Linked DNA regions of Aedes albopictus: region 1 is linked to region 2. Evidence: chromatin contacts called from public Hi-C data. All regions are on one chromosome and are shown on one strand. The core of a region is the stretch at or near the end of the contact, and the rest is flanking DNA. Distances in the headings are between cores, read along the strand shown. Region 1 holds the start of LOC109432139 (negative elongation factor A). Region 2 holds the start of LOC109430213 (V-type proton ATPase subunit B).

Region 1 (4,583 bases), core at 1,126-3,625, 930 kb before region 2:
TGAATCTTGTCGCATCACTCGCTTATAGTGATTCCCAAATTACCCCATTCCAAATATCCAACTCCTTGACACCTATGGGGGCGTCGGTGAGTCGCTGACCTCACCTAAAGTAGGTGTCATATCATCACATCCTTTCCTATCCTCGTAACGGAGAAGATGGGCGTGGCCGGCAATGGAAGTTCTCATGTCTTTTTTACTTCAACCTCTGATTGGATAGCTGTTCCTTCCAAATAGCATTCCATAAGCAATTAGAATAGGAGTATTAAGGTTAAAACATGACAACTTTCAGTATGCAATCTACGAATTACTCCGTTACCACGCAACGCAACGCAACGCAACGCAAATTATTGTAGGCCCGCCTTTCGCAAACAATGGGTCGTGATCCACCTGCCCCATAAGAAACACACGTGTTTTAATTATTTGATTCCAGATTGATATTTTCTGTTGTGGTCATCTAGGGATTCTTTAAAGTGTATGTCGTCTTGTAATTTATTGTAGTATCTTAGCATGCCATACCATCGTGGCCTTAAGGATGTTTCTCACATAAAACAGCTCTGTCAAAGAAATTGGCAATGTTTCTTTAAATATTTAAACCATTCTTAACAAAATGATTAAAAATAGCATTGGTCCTAATATCGTGTGTTGACCCGCATACATTGGTGCATGATAAAAAGGACTTGTGTGTTAAACGTTGCCTAGAGATTTGTGAAACTTCTTATAAAGTAAAAGTATCAATAACATGCTCAGTTAGCAGTTTTAGCCAATTCATGGTATTCGGAACACACAGCCATTCTCTCATATCACAGACAAGAAAACATAACGCTTAGAGAAAGCACAGACAAACATACATACTACTCAAATCGCAATCATCGCACGATTCAACGGTCATTTTGAAAACAAAGTGTGGTTCGGACTGTTCGGACTACCTCACCTCTCAATTTTGGAAAGAAATGAACGCGACGCCGATCAATATTTACATAAAATAACTCAATCATGAATCTTCATTCATGTTTTATGAATGGATGACGTCACGGGGGAGGCGTCACCTGCTAAATTGTTACATCGAGCCGAGCGAAACAACGCCTGCAAATGAATGCTTCGGATTGAGCATTATAGAGGGTGCTAGTGAGCTGCCAGACGATGTTTTTAAAACAAATTTCTTCTAAGTAGTATGTCTGTTTGTCTGTGGAGAAAGTTCATTATTTTTTTACTGTCTTTTTCATGAACACTGTTGTGAAAGACTATCGAGGGGAATAACACAGCCTCGATGAGCCCCGGAAAGCTCTTAAGGGAATGCGCACACAACAAATAAATCCCAACACAAACTGATCATAGTTAACAAATTTATTAACTGGCCATCATTCTCCTCCTCCTGACTGGTCCTCCTATCCTTAATGCCCTTACGATCACTCTTGATAGCTTAATAACTAAAGTTGCATCAATTTCACGCGAGATATTCGGCATAAAAATGTATTCACGCTACTTCAAATACAAGCCTCTTTCCAAGTTATCCAAGCATTAGTTCACTCGAAAGTAGAAATTTTTAACGATTTGTTTCGACCGCACTAAAATGTGCTTGGCGGTGTTTACCACCCACCGCAGTACCAACGACGCGACGACGGCGGCAGCGCGGTGATGTCTTTTGGCGCGCACAATCATCGATCATTGCACGCAGTGATGTCGATCCTGCTGGCCAAAGCATCAATGAAATTGATCGAAACCAATTAAAAAATCCAGTCAAACACATTGGTTATGCGCCATAAAATCAAAAATAATTTGTGGGGTCATTATTTTTTAACTTTTTACCACAACTGTTAGTGAAATACGCAAAGCATTATAATTTACGAAATCTTCACCAAGCGGTCCGCCAGCACTGCTGTTTTAGCAAACATAAACAGTGAGAGAGCGTACCAAAATAATTGGATCATTTCTAGCTTGTTACATAAAAAATCTAACATTTTTCGTGACATTTGGAAATGTTTCTTTGTTATTCATTGAAGTAGAGTAGTTTACTGCTTGAGTTGCTTTCAAATGATTCATATTCTCGAAATGTTTACATTGGAGGTACCGAGACAAAGAGGTACCATTTTTGTTTGTTTGTTTATTGAATTGGTATAGAAAGGCTACACAACTACTATCGTGCTTGATGATTGTTTGGAATAAGAATCAAATAAGAAGAGCAAAATTTGAGCTGACACGCTAAGGGGCCTTAACGGTCATTTGAAATCGACTTTGAAATGGCATCACGCAAGTGGCATTTTCGTGGCGGCACCGCTATGTTCCCATGCCGCTACCAGTGGTGAATATAAAATTTATATAGGTAGGTTTACTCACCACTGATTGTGGCAACTTGTTGTATGGCGGCGCTAGTATAGTCAAAGCTAAAAACATTAAAATTTGAGTTCTTACACAGCTTTCGAGAGTTTGTTTGTTCTAGCTTTTATGTCTGTTCTCCGTGCTTTGGTCTTCATGTCTCAGGTCTTTATCACTTGTTACGCTATACGTTTGCGTTCGTTTTCTGCCCCCAACGATGGACTACGTCTCTGCGAAAGCTGAATCGTTTTCGCCTGATGTGACGCATCACACAAACGGTCCGACACGGGAAAGTGAGTCCATCTTTGTCACCCTTTTGCGTACAGAGGCAATTATCAAAGTGACGCCACAAGTTCTTGTCCGCCACAGTTGCGTGGGAACGTAAGAGACGGGTAGCTGACATTACCCAACCTTGCATGATCGCACACATTTGTAGCCGATCATTTTTTCTCCGCTGCCGCTGTCGTGTCGCAGCAGTCAGTTTTTATTCAAGATGGCGAACGTACGGGATAGCGACATTTCACTGTGGCTACACAATAAGCTTGGTACATCAAACGATTCGTGGATTAGCGGTTCTATCATATCACAGCTGAACAAGGAAGTGCTGCGGAACATCAAGGAGTGTTTTCCGGATCTTCAGACGCAGGTGAAGCTGAAACTGCTGCTTAGTTTTTTCCACATCCCGCGGAGGATTGTCGAAGAGGTAAGCAAAAATATAATGGGTTGTCTCCCTCTGCTAGGGTTGAAGGGGGTGGCGGCAGGCTGGCGAGCGAGCGGATGAAACGGGACAGCGAAACGAACGGTCCGACGAAAGTGCGTTGGTAGTGGTGGTGCGCGCGGGGTTTTCGATTTCGCCACTGGGTGGGTTTGCATGTGTGGAGCGGGCGAAAGAGAAAATGGATTTTGCGTAACGCACACATCGCAGACGGAGAGAGGATTATTCGTCGGTGGTCGTCTCGTAGCAAAAGTTTGTTGTGGCTTTTTTTGCGGAACGAATCGGAATGTTTTGTGGATGGGTGGAAATGTCAGAAAATTGCGAATGTTTTGCATTAGCGATAAATTTATTTTGCGAAACATTCGGCCGACAATGGTTTTTATTACATTAATTTTTAACTGACAGATTTCCGTTGAATAATAAACGGCAATTATACTTTGGGATTTAGTATAAGCATTTTTCGAAGTTGCTGCATGTTCGATCCAGCAACATCGAGCGACTTCAATCTACCTCACTGGGCAGGGCAATCTTTCTGTTTGCTCGCCCACTTTCTGCCAAATTTGTTTATTTGATTTTAAATACTGTCGGGAGTATCATTCGCATCATTATTCATTTGTGTAATTATGGATGAAAAAAATCCAAAAAACTAGTTCAACTTCAATTTTACGAATGTTTCTGTATTACTTGCAGTGGAAAACCGAATTGGACGAAGTGATTGAAGTTGCTGGCCTAGATTCGGAACTATGGGTGTCGATGATTGCGGAAACAATCAAAACCCTCCCGACGACGGGATCCCTCAACACAGAAATCTCCGACTACGAAGAAACCCGACCAATTTTCACCGACATGGTCAACGAGCTGCGGCGGCTGGTGGTTAAAAATGCCGACCTAGGTCTGCTGCCGCTTGAGTGTCAGTATCTCAACAAATCCGCCCTGGTTTCGGTGGTTGGTCAACAGTCGACTCCGGTGAAGCACTTTACGCTGAAAAGGAAACCGAAGAGTCAAAACCTGCGCGAAGAACTGGAGCAGAAGTCAAAGGACGCCCAGAGCTGTCTGAAGAAAATTTCTGCCCCAACAGTGCCTTTGAGATCTCGAGGAATTCCCAGGAAAATGACTGATACCACCCCGCTGAAGGGGATTCCTTCGAGGGTCCCCACCGGGGGATTCAGATCACCAGCAACATCGCAGGGACCTAATCGACCCAGTATGAGTCGGATGCCTGCTGGAAGGAAAGAGGGTGGTGTCAAATTGCTGGAAATAGGAGAACAACCTCTAGGGTATGCTGCAGCCAAGAAGCGGAAAAGGGAACAGGAACGCGAGGAACAGCAGAAGAAGGCAGCTGAACAGGCAAGTGCCCAAGCCAGTCAGGATGTAAAACCGATTATTACGACTCCGACGACATCGACTGTGACAACTACGACTCCGGATTACGCTGCCGGACTTACTGCTAGTACTGTTTACAGTCAACCGGCAACACCTATGCCAGCTACGACGATCAAGGAAACGGTAGTTCCGTCAGTGGCACCGCAACCGGTACAGATTCAGCCACCTCAAG
Region 2 (4,422 bases), core at 1,402-3,901:
CTCAACAACTTGAAGTCCGTGGCAGGGAAAGGTTTACATCTCTAGCACTTGACCGCTGCCCGAAATAGCCTGAAAGTTGGCAATCAATATTGGATTGCATTTCATGGGCCTCTATTTTTCCAGAACCCTATAAATGTATATTTAAGCTCGGGGAATATTTACAAGTTAAAATAAAACATAGAACACAAAGAACGCACGAATACAGAATTTATAACACATTTAACAATTATTCTGTCTTATAATTGTAACAAATATTTATACCCGTAACATCGTGTTCCAATAGCCGCTCACGAGCGTAAAAATTAGGTTCACCACCATAAATACAATATTTTTATCACGGATATTCAAAATGTGCGTGCCGAATTACATTTAAACGGGGAGGATTGCACATATTTATGCCAATAAACATCAGTTTCATGGCGGTGAGCGGCTATTGGAACACGAGCGGCTACTGGTACATTGACGGTACCTCCATTTCATACATTGCAACATTAAAAAGGACAATTTTAAAATGCAACTATGCCTATGCATTAAAGAAGTATCAGAAAGCAGATTCCAAGATATGGACCCGAGTAAAACCCACAAAAGCAGCATAAAGGTGAATTACGTTCAATTAACACGGCATTTTTCTAACAGCCCAATACATCAAGTTAATCACTAATCCTTGAAGTCACGCAAACCTTAAAAGTCGCGGGACTTAAGAGATTGTACTCTCTCCTAAGTTACTCCCTAATTCCAATTGGAATGCAGGGCAACTTCAGCAAGGGCCCTATTTAGGGCAATTTTCGCTTAGAACTTAATCAATATTATACTAATTTTGCATGATATGTTCATTGTTTACCCTAGTGAAAAAATCCACGCCAATTAGTATGCAATCGACTGAGCTATAAGTGAAGTAGCCCCTGCTGAAGTGGTCCCGAACCCTAATTATTCCCCTTGCATTGGAGACTTGACCCCATGACCACCTTAAGCATAAAATAAAATAATTAAAAAGAACATTGCAGTCGCTAATAACGTATAAAATTGAACATAAATTAACATATTTATTTGAAGATTATAAAATTTACGTTACTGAATGTAAATTAACTACTAAAAATACTATGATCGCGATTAAGTCCTTAAGTCATGAAAATATCTAACAGTTAATTAATTTTACATAACTGAGGAAGCATGTGATGCTCTGTCGTCTCCATTCTGCTGGCCAAACAAAATTGATAAACGCTATCTTATCTGACGACTCATATTGACTTCAAACTTGCTTCAAAATGCAAAGCAAAGCCAGTCGGTTCTTTCAATTCAATACTTTAACTTTAACAACAGTCATTAATGATTGTTAAATGAAACGCAACGAAGTATGAATTTATTAATGATCTGCAGTAGGTCATTCATCAAAAAATACACTGCAAATTGTTCAGCTGGTTGCCGAGAGAAATCCATTCATCAGCACTCACCCATTCATATCAGATAGTGATGGCGATTGCAAATCCACTTCGCCACTACTACCACACTACTACAACTCTACGTCCAACGCTCGTGTGCCGTACGGTATCGTGTGTAAAACGGAACGGCGAGTTGCGTGAGACAGGGAGAGTATGAGCCCGAGTCATGAAAACAATCGATCGCCAGAACGAAACAGCAACAGCAATTTGTGATGCACAACGCACACTCTTGCTCCCTGCCAGAGGAAATCTGCGCACCGCGGGATGGTGTTTGTGAGGGCGAGAGACAGAGCGACCACTCAATGAACACCACTTTGTGGCAGGCGAGCGAGAGTCAGGTGTTTTGACAGTCATGTGACATCAAAACAGAATTTTCCTTCGGATTTTCTGTTTGTTAATGACGGAAATTTTAATAAAATCCATTATTTTTACGGAATTTCAGCTACTGGAAAAGTTGGAATTGATTCTGGTGGAAACAAAATGCATTAGCTTTAGCAAATTTGATCGCAGGCAATGATGTTTTTTTGCATTCATTTGTAACTCCGGATTATCAACTTATCGGCAACTAATCGATAATTTCATTTCTTTTTCTGGTATTTTACGGATTACAGGATTATTTAACACCTTAATACCAAAATGCAATCGAGAAAACTTACAAAACCTTCAGGACTACTAACTCGAAATCAAAGATCTTCCCCCCGAAGGTTATCACATGACACTTCCAAGCTACGCAAATTTTACACCATTTTTTCGGGGCCAAATCTCCCCGCAGAAAAACGCACTTTTACCGGATCAAAACGAGTTCCCTCGGTACTTACTCAGTCGTGGCTGCGAGATGAAGTCTCTGGACACGGCCAATACATGTTCCTTGGCGGCCTGGTGGGCCGAAATGGTACGATTGACGGACATTTTTTTTTCTATCGTCTCCTGCTGGCTGCTACCTCTCACAAACTGGTCTATTGCCTGCTGATGTTCCGCGACTTGTTCCTCCAATCCGCTTCTAGCACGGTGGACGATGGATGGATGTGGTGCTGCTGAACTGCCGCGTGACACCGAAAAACCCGGACACACTCGACTCGGGATGAGCGACGACACACAAGTGCTGACGGGTGGACGAGAAAAAACTTTGTGACCTCTTCTGGCACCAGAGTAGTGAACAGCTTCAGCTCTCGCTCGGCAGAGATTTTCCTCGTACGTACGCGCACAGTGACAAAAAGTCAAAGCGATGAATGAAAAGTGGGCGAAATCCGCGGAAAATTCACCACTGCACTGGCGAAATAGCTGTCACAGATCGGAAAAACTGGCGCGGGTTGTCGCGAATCAGTGGTGAGTTTGAGTGCGACCAGGACGCGACATCTTTTGGAGGGTAGCCAAAACATGTTGAATGTTAGGGTGATCAATATTTTTATTTTAGTATCAATTTTTTTTTATAGAACTGAAATAAGTTGTATCAATAAAAAAATATTATTGGTACACACCAAATTTTCGATTTCTCATCCAGCAATATGAATTGCTGAGATGCAACCAGCAAATTTTATTTCACTGAAACATCAGTAATGGTAACTGATGAATCAGCAATGATTGCAATGGATCATTGAAGCCGACTTTTTCGCTACTCACCGCATCAAAACAAAAGCGCCACCGTATATGGACGGTAACACAGTGACAGCAGTCGAGTTACGTCAAACACACAAGGCTACGATGGCGCTATCTGTTCATTTCATAGCGGCCGTTTTAGTTATTTTACTGATCCATTGCTGATAAACAGCAAATCATGTGTCAAACACTTGCAGTTTCCCCGGGAACTATGTTGCGCACTCATCTTCTCAACATTTAGTAAATCGCCAAGAATTCATAGCAATTCCAACAAAAAGCCCTTTGCAGCACAAAATGTAAGGCACCGCATCTTTTATGGATATTCCAAGCCTTTGAGCATTGTTTGCTAACTGTAAATTATCAAAGATACCATTTATTTATAAAACTGGAAAATTTGTAAACATTTGAAAAAAAAAAACAAAAAAATCCAGCTGGAGTCGAGCACGGACAAAATGGATCATTGAAGCCGACTTTTTCGCTACTCACCGCATCAAAACAAAAGCGCCACCGTATATGGACGGTAACACAGTGACAGCAGTCGAGTTACGTCAAACACACAAGGCTACGGTGGCGCTATCTGTTCATTTCATAGCGGCCGTTTTAGTTATTTTACTGATCCATTGCTGGTCAACCAGCAAAATAAGCTGTCAATACACGATACTGAAGATCCAGCAAAAAATATTTTGCTGGATGGAATGCTGAATTAACAGCATGTCAAAAACCAGCAAATTTTTGCTGGTTTCCAGCGAATTAAAAATAGTGTGTATTATAATTTTTTTTACTCAAAATTTTGATAGAGGGGAAAACCCCCTTTGAATGATTTTCTTCTTCCTTTGATTGAAATCTTTATTTTTTTAAAAAATAATACAATAGCTTAAAACTAAAGACTCAAACATTAGTGAACCATATCAGAGCCACAATTTTGAAAGAGGACTTCATGCCGCCAAATCGATAACGTATCTCAAGAAATCCTAGTGGGGGTATTGGGGTTAATAATAACCCAAACGACTAATATAATGCAAAAAATAATTGTATGCAACTTATTGCATAACTTTAATTTTTCAGCACTCATTTATCCAACTCGGCAAGAACCGTTGGATAAATGTACGACACATTCTAAAAAAAATCATCTTTTTGCAACTCATTGTATAAATAGCTCATTTTTGTTTCTTTCGTGTTCCATAGAAGAGAAACCGGTGAACCAACGTGCTCAAAATACAATAACATTTTTAATAAGACACATTTTCAACGAACACAGATTTCTGTTTGTACTTAGGCACTGAAATGAAACTAAAACGCCAACGACCGCCACGCGCCAGTTCTTCACTACTGCATTACACGAACGCTGTTGGACAAATCCACCTGACCATGGAGCACTTTTTGTTGC

The links. A called contact is a pair of places that touch in the nucleus more often than the background predicts.
Region 1: a Hi-C map of whole body shows a contact between it and region 2, with 6 times the contacts expected there. The contact joins the promoter of LOC109432139 here to the promoter of LOC109430213 in region 2. A contact is called at or near these places in 2 of 3 Hi-C or Micro-C datasets (embryo and whole body).

What each region holds. Positions count from the first base shown.
Region 1 is chr1:226,782,712-226,787,294 of AalbF5, reverse strand. It overlaps LOC109432139 (negative elongation factor A), which reads left to right and starts at 2,375. Exons shown (of 5, transcript XM_019708442.3): 1 at 2,375-3,016; 2 at 3,719-4,583. The coding sequence starts at 2,807.
Region 2 is chr1:225,855,765-225,860,186 of AalbF5, reverse strand. LOC109430213 (V-type proton ATPase subunit B) reads right to left here and starts at 2,651. Exons shown (of 3, transcript XM_019706260.3): 1 at 2,258-2,651. The coding sequence starts at 2,348. LOC109430212 (centrosome-associated protein Alms1a) reads right to left here. Exons shown (of 6, transcript XM_019706259.3): 6 at 4,233-4,422. The coding sequence ends at 4,362.